3 separate regions of the Mus musculus genome follow, and regions 1 and 3 are each linked to region 2. A link is a contact called in public promoter capture Hi-C data. All regions are on one chromosome and are shown on one strand. The core of a region is the stretch at or near the end of the contact, and the rest is flanking DNA. Distances in the headings are between cores, read along the strand shown.

Region 1 (3,816 bases), core at 771-3,270, 390 kb after region 2:
GCTAGATGTCATAAGGACCATCTATACACTTTATTTAATCCTCAAATATTATCCTCTCAAAAACTTTGTTCCATGAAACCCAGGTTGGCCTCAAGCTCTCTATGTAGCTGAGCATGACCTTGAACTCACTGTCTTCCTGCCTCCGCCTCCCAGTGCTGGGATGGAACCCAGAGCTTCCTGGAAGAGCCTGAGCAGGGACTCTGTCAGCTGAGCCACAGCTGCAGCCTTTCTGAGCTTTTTGTTCCATTTGATATAAAGTTTAACTCAGCCTGTGCTAGGCTGGAACTCAACAAAGCTGAGGCCACTCTTGAACTTTATAAACCAAGACTGGCTTCCATTTTTGTTTTTGAGAATTGATCCTGTGGAGCTCAGACTGGACCCAGACTTGCTGTGTGCCCAGGGCCAACCTTAAACTCTTGCTCTTCCTGACTCCACCTCCCAAGTATGGGGCTGTAGGCCTAAGATACCAGTATTCCTGTGTGTGTACACATACATGCTCTGTGGTTTTCATTGTTGTTTGTTTGTTTGCTCCCTGATTTGGGCAGCAAACCCCAGGGACCTGCCCGTCTGTTCCTCCCTAGTCCTGGGAATACAAACACATCACAATGTTTAGCTTTTCTCTTTGAAATGTGGGTCCAGGGAGATTGAACTCAGCGTGGCAGGCACCTCTACACACTGCGCAATCTCCTAGCCCTAGATATTCATTCTCTCCCCCACCTCTTTCTTTCTTTCTTTCTTTCTCTTTCTTTCTTTCTTTCTTTCTTTCTTTCTTTTTTTGGTTATTTGTTTCTTGGGTTTTCTGGGTGTTTGTTTGTTTGTTTGTTTTCGAGACAGGGTTTCTCTGTGTAGACCAGGCTGGCCTCGAACTCAGAAATCTGCCTGCCTCTGCCTCCGGAGTGCTGGGATTAAAGGTGTGCACCACCATGCCCAGCACGGTTTTCTGGCTTTTTGAGACAGGATTATACTCTGCATAGCTCTGGCTGTCCTGGAACTCACTCCATAGACCAGGCTGCCTTTGAACTGGGAGATCTACCTGCTTCTGTCTCTGAGTGCTGGGACTAAAGGCATGTACCACTACCACCCAGTTATTTATTTTTATTTTTTTTGAGATTTCATTATTTTTGTTTCATGTATATGAGTGTTTGGCTTGCATATATGTCTGTGTACCACCTTGTATACCTGGTGCTCTTAGAGGCCAGAAGAGGTCATCAGAGTCCCAAATACTCTGTGACTAGAGTTATAGATGTTTGTGAGCTGTCATTTGAGACTGGGGATTGAATTCTAGGAATTCTAGAAGAGCAGCAAGTACTCTTGAAACACGGAGCCAATGATACAGGACGCTGGATTCTTTTCTTAATAGGTAAAATTACTGGGTGCTGTTGTACATGCCTTTAGTCCCAGCACTTGGGAGGCAGAGGCAGGCGATTTCTGAGTTCGAGGCCAGCCTGGTCTACAAAGTGAGTTCCAGGACAGCCAGGGCTACACAGAGAAACCCTGTCTCGAAAAACCAAAACAAACAAACAAACAAACAAAAAGTAAAGTTCACAGACAGTATGAAGGCTAAATCCCAACCACATGTTGAGAAGCTGTGAGGACATATTGCCATGATTTCTCCTGACTCTCTCTGTGGCATGGCTGATGCTGGGATCTTTTTGTTTGAGTGTCTCTCTTCTCAACTCTGCCTCCCAGATGCTCACAGAGCACTAAGTCCTTCAGGGAAGGGCTTGGAAATAATCCCATTCTGTCTCTCAGATCCTAGGCAAGGCACGAAGCAAGATAGATGATCTGGGACTGGATCCCAAAGCTGGCTGCAGGGTTAGAACCCAGTCCACCGTGTGCTCTAGACTGGAATGAGAGAGCTGTACAATCAAAGCCAGGGCCGGAAGAGTCCACTGAGGTCTACAGGGGACAGCCAAGCCAGCACCTATTCTCCCCCTTACCCCTCTCTGTGACCCAGTGGTTAGGCCCTTTGTGACCCAGGCCAGGAGCTAGGGGACCCTGAGCGCCGGGGGGGGAGGGCAGAGTAGATGGTGAGTCTCCCCCTGGGAGCAGGCCCCCCGCACCATGGCAAGCGTGGTGGTGAAGACAATCTGGCAATCCAAAGAGATCCACGAAGCGGGGGACCCACCTGCGGGGGTAGAAAGCCGTGCCCAGCTGGTCCCCGAGGCTCCCGGGGGGGTGACCAGCCCTGCCAAAGGGATAACGAAAAAAAAGAAGGCTGTGTCCTTCCATGGGTGGGTTTCCTGCACCCTGTTGGTGACAACATGGCCTACAGCAAAGCATGGATGCTTAGGGCAAGAAGGGACGAAGAAGAGGGCATTACGGAGGTGGTAGGGAAAAAAGGTGGGGGGTTGAAGGGAGAGTCAGGAGAAGTGATGGAAGGAATCAGGAGAGGGTTGGGGGTGGGGGTGGGGGCGAGGCTGGAAGGCAACAGGGAAATGGTAGGTAAAGGAATCAAGGAAGCAGGAGGTCAATGGCTTCAGAGGGTGCAGGAGCTGTGTTGAGGACATAAGGCCCGCTCCTCCGGTCCCCCCTTCCCACTGTCTCCTGGGTCATCTGCAGGGTGGAGCCCCGGATGTCCCACGAGCCGATGCACTGGTGCCTGAACCTCAAGCGGTCCTCTGCCTGCACCAACGTGTCCTTGCTCAACCTGGCTGCCGTGGAGCCCGACTCCTCGGGCACAGACTCGACCACAGAGGACAGTGGTCCACTGGCACTGCCAGGGCCACCTGCTTCCCCTACAACACCCTGGGCTCCAGAGGACCCTGACATCACAGAACTACTGGTGAGCAGCTGACACGGGGTGGGCCACAGTCTACTCACTGGAGGTAGGCAGATCAGAGGAGGGGAGTCAATCTAGTTTAGAAGAAGTTATAGTCCCTGAGACCAGAAGACAGGCTTTAATAACGGTATCTATCAGGAAAGGTCTCCTGGGGGTAGGGGTATAGCTCAGAGGTTGAGCACTTGGCTAGCCAATGCAAGCCCTCGGTTTCATCCTAAAGAACACTAGAGAGAACACACTGGGCCATGGCCCCAGGCCCTTACTGGAGGGTTCTAGGCAAGTTCTACCACTGTGCCACGCCAAGCTTGTCCTTTATCTTTAGACAGGGTCTTACTCCTTAGTGCAGTCCAGCCTTGAATTTGCAGGCCTCCTGCCCCAGCCTTCCAAGTAGCTGGGAGGAGAGGCCTGAATGCACACCCCCAGCTTGATAATTGATAAATATTCCCCGGAAAGCCTAAGATGAGATGTCAGGAGGAGGAACAACTCCAAACTGTCACCTCAGCTGCTTGAGGCCTTACTTTTGTTGTTGACTTTGTTTTTGAGGCAGGGTCTTACTATGTAGCTCTGGCTGGTCTGGAATTCTCTCTGTAGATCAGACTGGCCTAGAACTCACAGAGATCCTCCTGCCTCTGCCACTGGCTGGAATTAAAGACATGCAGCAGCATACTAAGGTTTGAGGCTTCTGTGTAGGGAAAAAAAAAAAAAGAATTGGAACTAGTGGGTTTATACGGTTGAGCTAGAGATTTCTTTTTGTTTGTTTGCTGCCAAAATTCCATTTAATAGATAGCAATCATACACATTTCTATAGCACTTTATATTTTGAAAATTGCCTTTGAAATACCATCTTAATTGATTCTTTTTTTAAATACTTTTTATTAGGTATTTTCCTCATTTACATTTCCAATGCTATCTCAAAAGTCTCCCATACCCTCCCACCCACTCCCCTACCCACCCACTCCCACTTTTTGGCCCTGGCGTTCCCCTGTACTGGGGCATATAAAGTTTACAAGTCCAATGGGCCTCTCTTTCCAGTG
Region 2 (3,846 bases), core at 852-3,351:
GGATTATCCTGCGGCTAGTTACCTGGGAAGCCTAGATGGGAGGATCGTGAGTTCAAGCTTAGCCCCACACTGTATTGCAAGATCAGATTTTAAAAAGCTGGGGGGTAAGGCTCTGTGTTTGGAGTAGGGACTGCAGGTGCCCTGCCAGTCTCCTAAGTATAGGAGAAGCCAGTCAAGGAAAGGCAGGCAGGACCTGCACTGCCCCATGTCGAGCTGGCAGATCAGGTCCCTGTGCTGATGCAAGCAGATGCTGCTTTTAGGGGACCCTGGGTAGGGTGCTGGTGGTGAAATATCATGCCAGCTACAACTTCCAAACAGTTCAACCAAACACACAAGTTCACGCGCTGCACTAATAAAGCTGCAGGACACCACTGAGGACCACTGACATGGGGACATGGCTTTGCACTGCACAGAAAATGAGCATCCCTCCATCACCAGGTCAGGAAGCATGCGCGCGCGCGCGCGCACACACACACACACACACACACACACACACACACAGCTCCGGAAGGAGGCGGGGGAAGCAGTGGAGCTGGCTCCCACAGACCAGAGTGGGAAGGCGGTGCTATGACAAACAGTAGCTTCGCCAGTAAGTCACTCACAACATACCTCCCAGATATAAGCCAATCCATACTGGATCTGCCATTACCCATAATCCAAGCTGTATGCCTCAAAGGCAAATTCAAAGCCAAGTCTGAGCTAGAAAGCCTGAGTCTCAAAAGCCAGTAGAGGTCTGGGGGTTTAACTCAGCAGGGCTCAATACTGAGTCCCACCCCAACCCCTCACTGAGGGATTCTAGGCTGTACCACTAACTACATCCTGGCTCTCTTATTCATTTTGAGACATCATCTCACCAAGCTGCCCTAGCAGGCTTAGAACATGCCATCCTCCTGCCTCCAAAGGCTGAACAATTGTTTCATGTCACCTCTCCCAGGGCTGCCAGATCCAAGGATTCCTGTACCTCTCCTGGAGGGGTGGCCCCTTAAGCTCCTCCACTCCCACAAACTGCTTCTGTCACCTCAGTCTCCCCTTTTCCCGGACAGGGATGTTCTTGGAGGCACAACGTTCCCATTCCCCTCAGGACAGTCAGACCCAGGTGCAAGCCCCACTCGCTAGAGGGATGCTCTCTGAAGCTGCAGCATCCTGCAGGACAGCTGTCTTCACTCCCACTCCCGCTGTGGTGATGGTGGCACACTAAAACAGTAACCATTCATTTTCCCCAGGGTACCTCACACACTGCCAGCTTCACACCTGGCTCCTCCCCTGGGACCCTGCAGTGACAGTTGCTCTGGGACTGTGGGATATGTCTCACCTCCCCCACCAAACACCAAACTGGGTAAGCAGACTGTCCCATCTAGTATCAATTTGCTTGTTCTATTTAGTATATAAAGCATCACATGGGGCCCGATGTGACAGCGGAATGGATATTTGAGCTTGTTGGCCAAGCTGAACAGCCTGAGTTAGATCTTAGGGAATCCACATAGCGGAAAGAGACAACGCCACAAAGTTGTCCTCAGATCTCCACGTGCGCATCATAGCGCACGCACTAAGAAAAAAAGAAAAGGCTCTAAGGCATTACTTTTCCTCCCATTCCTACTTTTTAAAAAAAATTTGGGGTTTTGAGGCAGGGTTTCTCTTGTGTATCCCTGGTTATCCTGGATCTCACTCTGTAAACTAAACTAGCCTCAAACTCGGAGATCCGCTTGTCTCTGCCTCACGAGTGCGGGGGATAAAAGTGCGCCACTATTCCCGGCTCATTCCTACTTCTTGCTGGACTTTCTGATACCGTCGCCTTGTCTCTCGAACAGCGGAACAGGCACCAACGCCCTGCACCTCCGGCCCCTCCCTCCTGGCTAGCGTGCACGCCGCTGAGCCCACACCCGGACAGTCCAGCGCACCCCAGGTCCTAAGCTCCAGGGGATCTGTCCTTTGCATTGCCAGCCTTGCTCTATCCTTCCCCCAGCTGCAGACATTCTGCGAGCACTCTGCTCGAGGCGTCAGCTGCGCGACCGAGCGCCCCATACTCTTCTTCCTTACTTACCGCCTCAAACAGCTTTTCCCGCCACAAGATACGCCGCCGTGACCCCTGAACCCTCTGCGCGCAGGCCCAGAGCTGCGGCGCGCCCGCTGGGTCCCGCCCCTAGCCCGCTTGGGCGATCAAACCACGTCCCACTCTGGAGGACCCACAACCACGCCTCTCGCAAGTGGCCCCGCCCCATGACGCTAACGGAACAAGGACACGCCCCCAGCATCCTGGCTCTTAGGGGTTTGGCCTGCGGTCCCCGAGCGCCCACTGCAGGAGCGTTAGAAGACTGCCACAGTGGATGCTACCCTGATGCTTTGCTAGAAGCAAGCTTCTTTTCTGTTTTCCTCAGAGTCCCTACACGCCCAGGTTCTTGTATAACTTCTGTTGCCCCACAAATCATTTCCTGACTTATGACACTCATGGCCAGATGCAGTCCTCAGCTTTTGAAAACCTGGCCCTAAGAAGTGTTCTTTTGGGCTGGTGAGATGGCTCAGTGGGTAAGAGCACCCGACTGCTCTTCCAAAGGTCCGGAGTTCAAATCCCAGCAACCACATGGTGGCTCACAACCACCCATAATGAGATCTGATGCCCTCTTCTGGTGTGTCTGAAGACAGCTACAGTGTACTTACATATAATAATAAAATAAATAAAATTAAAAAAAAAAAAAAAAAAAAAAAGAAGTGTTCTTTTGAGACCCTCCTCTTAAAGTTCCTCTCCTTTTCCACTGGCCTCCATCCGCCTTAGTGTCTCAAACTATGCTGTATGAAGATAACCTGTCTTCGGCGGAGCGACCCCTACCCCTGTGGCCTGAACCTAGACCAAGCGCAGTCACCTGGGCAGAGAGATGGCCCACCCTCTCCACACTGGGCTCAGGAATGGCTTGTACTCAAACTTTATTTTTGTTTTTTTATTAAATAAAAGGGGCAGAAGAGAGGGCCTGTGGTCTCCCAACTGTGGGGGGCCACCTGCCCTAACCTCTCTCCACTCAAGGTGCATGGTGTGGTAGGCTGAGGTGTAAGCGTGGGTGGGAGGGCAGCTGGGAACGGTCAGAGGCTAGGACCTGTGACCCTCACCACTCTTGGAAGACTCAATGGGTGGGGTGGGGCCTTCTAGTGCCAACTGCCGCTGAGTTTGAGGCTGAGCCCGAGGGACTGGGCCGTGACAATGTCCTCCCACCCCAGGAGGAGAGGTGAAGAGTCCATCTTCAAGAAGACACCACCAAGGCTGGGGCACTTGTGGCTGCCCCTACTCGTGCACATCCCAGATCTCGGACAGCAAGGGCGGCAGCTTCTTGTCCTGGAGTCGCAATGCAAAGACCTGCTCCGAGTGCACGGAGCTGAGGGTGCGCAGGCTCACCAGCTTCATGAGCATGCGTGGGAAGCGGAGCTGGTCCTGCAGGGAGAGGAGGCAAGTCGGTCCTGCTGGGGCCCTGTCCTGCAAAGCCAGCTTTGTCTGGAAAGCCAGCACCCTGAGTGGTCAGGCCCCAGGCTCAGTGTGCCCAACATGTGCCACTGGACCCCAATACTGAGACTGCTCATATACAACAGGCAGCTCCCGTACCTGTGGGCGCTTGATCCTCGTGTAGGAGAGGAGCGCCTCCACGTAGGGCTGCTGCAGGGCCTCCACACGGCTGGGCTCCTGCACATTAGGCCGATCGGCTGAGAAGATGTTGATGGCGATAAGCAAGGCATACTCTGCATCGTCCAGGCCCAGCCGCCGCATGGCCCGCGAGAACTCGAAGATGGGATTGATGAATTCCACCTGCAAGCCTGCAAGAGCAGCCCCAGCCCAGCTTCACACCGGACCCTGGTCCCAGGGCA
Region 3 (4,146 bases), core at 1,563-4,062, 270 kb before region 2:
TATCTGGGTCCTCATTGTGACCTAGCTTAAGACTCACACCAGCAGACAGCTTCAGTATGGGTTTTTGTGGTGGGACTTACCCTGGAGGCTGAGAAATGCGCTTAAGAAGATTTGAACTGCGGTTCTTCACCGATGACAGCCCAGACCTCAGGGCTGAAAGAGCCCTGGACAAGGAATCTGTGGCATGCCCTCATCTCAACCCACTTTGCCTTCTGTGGTCTGGTACAGATTGCTATGTATTCAGGGCTGGCCTTGAACTTGCAACCCTCCCTACTCAGCCTCCCTGGTGCTGTGATTACAGAGTTGTACCACCACACTAAGGAGGGAAGGAGTACTTATGAGATGCACTAGTTAGGGGCTGCTTAGGGTTTCAGTTGGTGGACAACCTGATTCCAACTGGGTAGTAGAAACATCTACTATCTTGATTTACACATAGTCCTGGGCCAGTGTGATGGCTGTCCCCCCAAATGTGCTTGCTGCCTTGAGTTAGGTTTCCCAAGACCCACAAGGTAGAAGGAGAGAGTCAACCCCAGAAAGTTGTTCTCTGACTTCTACATGCATGCCATAGCATGTATACACACACACACACACACAGAGAGAGAGAGAGAGAGAGAGAGAGAGAGAGAGAGAGAGAGAATGAGAGAGAGAGAGAATGAGAGAGAGAGAGAATGAGAGAGAGAGATTTGCCATCCTTTCCTCAGAGCCCACATCCCAAGACCATCACCAGGATTCCATGACGCAGAACATCTTACACAGTGACTGTAGCAGGGTACAAAATGGCTGTTCTGCTTCTTCTGTGCAATGTCACTTTACAGGTCTTCCCTTGAAAAGGCAAGCCCTGTCCTTCAAGCCTGGATTCTGGACAGCCTTGAAACTTGCCATACCCAGTAGCATGAAGCAGAAGTCACCAATTCCCACTTGTCACCTTGCCTCTCACTTGTAAACCCCTCTCTAGTGGGCCTGGGAGAAGCTCAGTCACTACAGTACTGCCGTGTAAAACACAGCGACCTGAGTTCAATCCCTAGAACCCACATTAGAAAGCTCAGATGTGATTTTGCACATTTGTAATCTCAGTCTCAGGGAGGCAGAGACAGATAGATCCCACAGACTCTCTGGCCAGCAATCCTAGTCTATTTGGTGAGTTCCTGACCTGTGAGAGACACTGTCTAAAAAGTTAGGTTTATGGCACCTGAGGAGTAAGATCTAAGCTGTCCTTAGATCCACACTCACACAGTCACACTCACACACACACACACACACACACACACACACACGGAGAGAGAGAGAGAGAGAGAGAGAGAGAGAGAGAGAGAGAGAGAGAGAGGCATACACACAAAGCAAGTATGTGGGAGAATGGAAACTCTATGGCTTAGTCAGTGTGCTCATCCCAGACAATAGCCAACTGCTCCTCAGAACAGCATGAGAGAGTCTAACTGCGATGGGAAAAATGCTCAGCTGATCCCAACCCAAACTGCTGAGCTGCAGAAATCATAAGAGGTTTTTTTGGTCTTTGGATTTACTTAAATAACATGTGTGATGGTTTGTATATGCTTGGCCCAGGGAGTGGAACAATTAGGAGGTGTGGCCTTGTTGGAGGATATGTGTCACTGTGGGGATGGGCTTTGAGATCCTCATCCTAGATGCATGGAAGCCAATATTCTCCTGTTTGCCTTTGGACCAAGATGTAGAACTCTCAGCTCTTCCATGCCTGCCTGGATGCTGCCATGCTCCTGTCTTGATGATAATGGACTGAATATCTGAACCTGTAGGCCAGCCCCAATGAAATGTTGTCCTTAATAAGAGCTGTCTTGGTCATGGTGTCCGTTCACAGAAATAAAACCCTAAGACAATGTGCATGAGTGTTTTGTTTGCATGTATGACTAAGCTTGGTTCTAGCAGAGAAGAGGGTGCCGGATCCCCTGCAACTGTATGGACAGTTGTACATTAGCACATGGGTGCTGGGAATCAAAATCAGATCTACTGTAAGAGCTACCAGTGCTCTTAATCACTGAGCCAACTCTCCAGCCCCATGTGGGTTCTGTTTTTTAAATGCCTTTACACTTGAAAGGGGATGTTCATCAATTAGCAAAAACTGGCTAATACATTCCATTTCTAGTCAAACTAAAGAAGGGTGGACAGAGCTCTCGCATTTAGTCCCTTTGAGGAAGTTACATTGCATACTTAACAGACTATTGCCCAAATTTCAGTCACATGGCTATATATAGTTGCAAAGGATACTGGGAAATGTAGTTTTGTTTTCACTATTCACCATTTGGGAAATAGATGCTGTGCCAATACTAAGAAGGCTTCTGAGGGTGGATTGCTGGGAGGACTTAATAGTGGTAGAAGCTTGTCTCAGAAGTTAATGTATTTGTTTACAGACTATGAAGGTGGACTTCTAGTTTGAACTGTAAGGTTTCTACCCTCTGCTGGGGTATTGGCCTCAGGGACAGGATGACTGATAAAACCCTTTTCCCCAAACACTCTAGCCAGGGCAGAAGATAGAGACTGAAAATTTTACTGCTGGAAATCTCTGCCGATGAAGACATAGAGGAAGGGGTTGAGGCAGCCCAAGGCGAAGACAGCCATGAGATGAGCTCTGTCTTGGGATAGTGAGGCTGCTGTAAAGACATCAGAAGCACTGACTTCACCAAGAGCACCACCTTCAAAGGGAACCAGAAGATGAGGAAGGTGCTTACAACCACCAGCAGCAGCTTCTTGAACCGCCTTGCATGCACCCAGCCCTTCGTCCGAAGCCTGGACCGGATGCAATGGGCACAGACGCTGATGACAGTCAAGAGTACTAGGAAGCCAAGCAGCAAGTGGGTGATGGCTATTGCTGTCTGTTGCTTAGCAACCATTGCACTCCAATCCTGCCCTGTCTCTTTCTCTGAATTGAAGTGGAAGTAGCAACATTCACAGCCATATAATTTCCCAGTAGTTCAGAACTTCAAGTATAGAGAGCAGGCAGCAGCTTCCAGCAGCCACACCACCATGGACAGCCATGTGGCTCGCTGCACCGTTCTGTGGTTTCTGGCCCACACACGGTGCAGGACCAAGATGCAGGGATCCACAAAAATGATCCACAGCAAATAGATGCTGATGAAGAAAGTGGGAACCAGAAAGGCCATGCAGAGTTTACAGATCAAGTTAGCAGAAGGCCACCAGCCATGGACTATGATACACATGGAAATGGGCACAGACAAGAGGACAGTAAAGTCAGCCAGGGCCAGGCTGAAGAACCAGATCATAGGGACAGTGTGAGCCATGCAGAACACAGCATCACACAGCCATCCACAGCACCAGCTCGTTGCCCAGGACTCCAACAACACAGGACACAAACAGGACAGTGATGGTGAGCTAGCAGAGATACCACACCTCCACAGGCTGGCATTTCTTGCAGGAGAAGAAAAACCACATGTCAGAGCCACCAATGACATCTCACTAAAATTCATGCCCCCACTCCCCAAGACAAAGCCATTCATATCTTCACATTGTATGTGTGGGGGTGAGGGTTAGGGGTTCCTGCCTTGTAGGTAAGGTCTCTACCACATAGCCACACCCAAGCCCCTCACTGGAGGTTTCTAGGCAATAAGGCACAAGAAATGACTAGCCAGGGGATCATAGGATACTGAAACAGTGAAAGTAATTAAGTGGAAATTCAGAAAGCTCAAAAAGCAATTGGAATTGTTTACATTTTACAGACTGGGGATGAAATTAATGACTTTGAAGACAAGTCAATAGATATGATCCAACTGAAGGAAGAGAAACCATGAAAGAAAATCAAGTAGAGTCTCAGGACATACACATGTTATTCTAGCTGCTCAGGAGGCTGAGGCAGGAGAGTCACAGGTAAAGATCTGCTTGGCCTGCAGAATAAAGTTAAGGCTAGGCCAGCCCAGGGAGCTTAGTGAGACCTATATCAAGGTAGATGTGAGAACAAAGCAGGACATGTGGGTCAGGAGCTGCCCCTGCCTAGGATATCCCACTGAAGGGCAGGGGTGTGTTTTGGGGACACCCCTACCTAGAATTCCCCAGTAGGGACTGGGGTGTGACTCAACCATAGAAGGCTTGTGTGAGGCCCAGAGTTCAAGTCCCCAGAACAACAACAAAACAAAACAGATAAATACATAAATAAATAAACAA

What was found. Promoter capture Hi-C pulls out the DNA fragments that hold promoters and counts their contacts.
Region 1: a promoter capture Hi-C map of embryonic stem cells shows a contact between it and region 2. The contact joins the promoter of Tsks here to the promoter of Pold1 in region 2. A contact is called at or near these places in 4 of 39 promoter capture datasets (the 3T3-L1 cell line, embryonic stem cells, pre-B cells and 1 more), 1 of 484 Hi-C or Micro-C datasets (embryonic stem cells), 1 of 115 datasets of contacts at active chromatin or transcription factors (embryonic stem cells) and 1 of 9 other capture datasets (embryonic stem cells).
Region 3: a contact with region 2 is called in a promoter capture Hi-C map of hippocampal neurons, with 1.6 times the contacts expected there. The contact joins the enhancer-like site here to the promoter of Pold1 in region 2. A contact is called at or near these places in 17 of 39 promoter capture datasets (the 3T3-L1 cell line, the C10 cell line, the HPC-7 cell line and 10 more), 1 of 15 datasets of contacts at CTCF or cohesin (large pre-B cells), 2 of 484 Hi-C or Micro-C datasets (ECoMG-derived neutrophils and embryonic stem cells), 11 of 115 datasets of contacts at active chromatin or transcription factors (the 230-238 cell line, acute myeloid leukemia, bone marrow-derived macrophages and 5 more) and 3 of 9 other capture datasets (adipose tissue, liver and macrophages).

The regions. Positions count from the first base shown.
Region 1 is chr7:44,941,220-44,945,035 of GRCm38.p6, forward strand. Tsks (testis-specific serine kinase substrate) reads left to right here and starts at 2,021. Exons shown (of 11, transcript NM_011651.2): 1 at 2,021-2,234; 2 at 2,563-2,785. The coding sequence starts at 2,065.
Region 2 is chr7:44,546,714-44,550,559 of GRCm38.p6, forward strand. Pold1 (polymerase (DNA directed), delta 1, catalytic subunit) reads right to left here and starts at 2,102. Exons shown (of 27, transcript NM_011131.3): 1 at 2,042-2,102. It overlaps Nr1h2 (nuclear receptor subfamily 1, group H, member 2), which reads right to left. Exons shown (of 10, transcript NM_001285517.1): 9 at 3,587-3,795; 10 at 2,903-3,418. The coding sequence ends at 3,272.
Region 3 is chr7:44,278,954-44,283,099 of GRCm38.p6, forward strand. It overlaps the pseudogene Gm18307. Among named protein-coding and RNA genes, the nearest start is that of Gm18905, 7.9 kb to the left of the region's middle. Within about 2 kb of position 2,813, at least 13 of the 459 cell types and tissues checked have an H3K27ac peak or open chromatin away from gene starts, as enhancers often do. A contact at or near this core is called in hippocampal neurons, where this site is marked.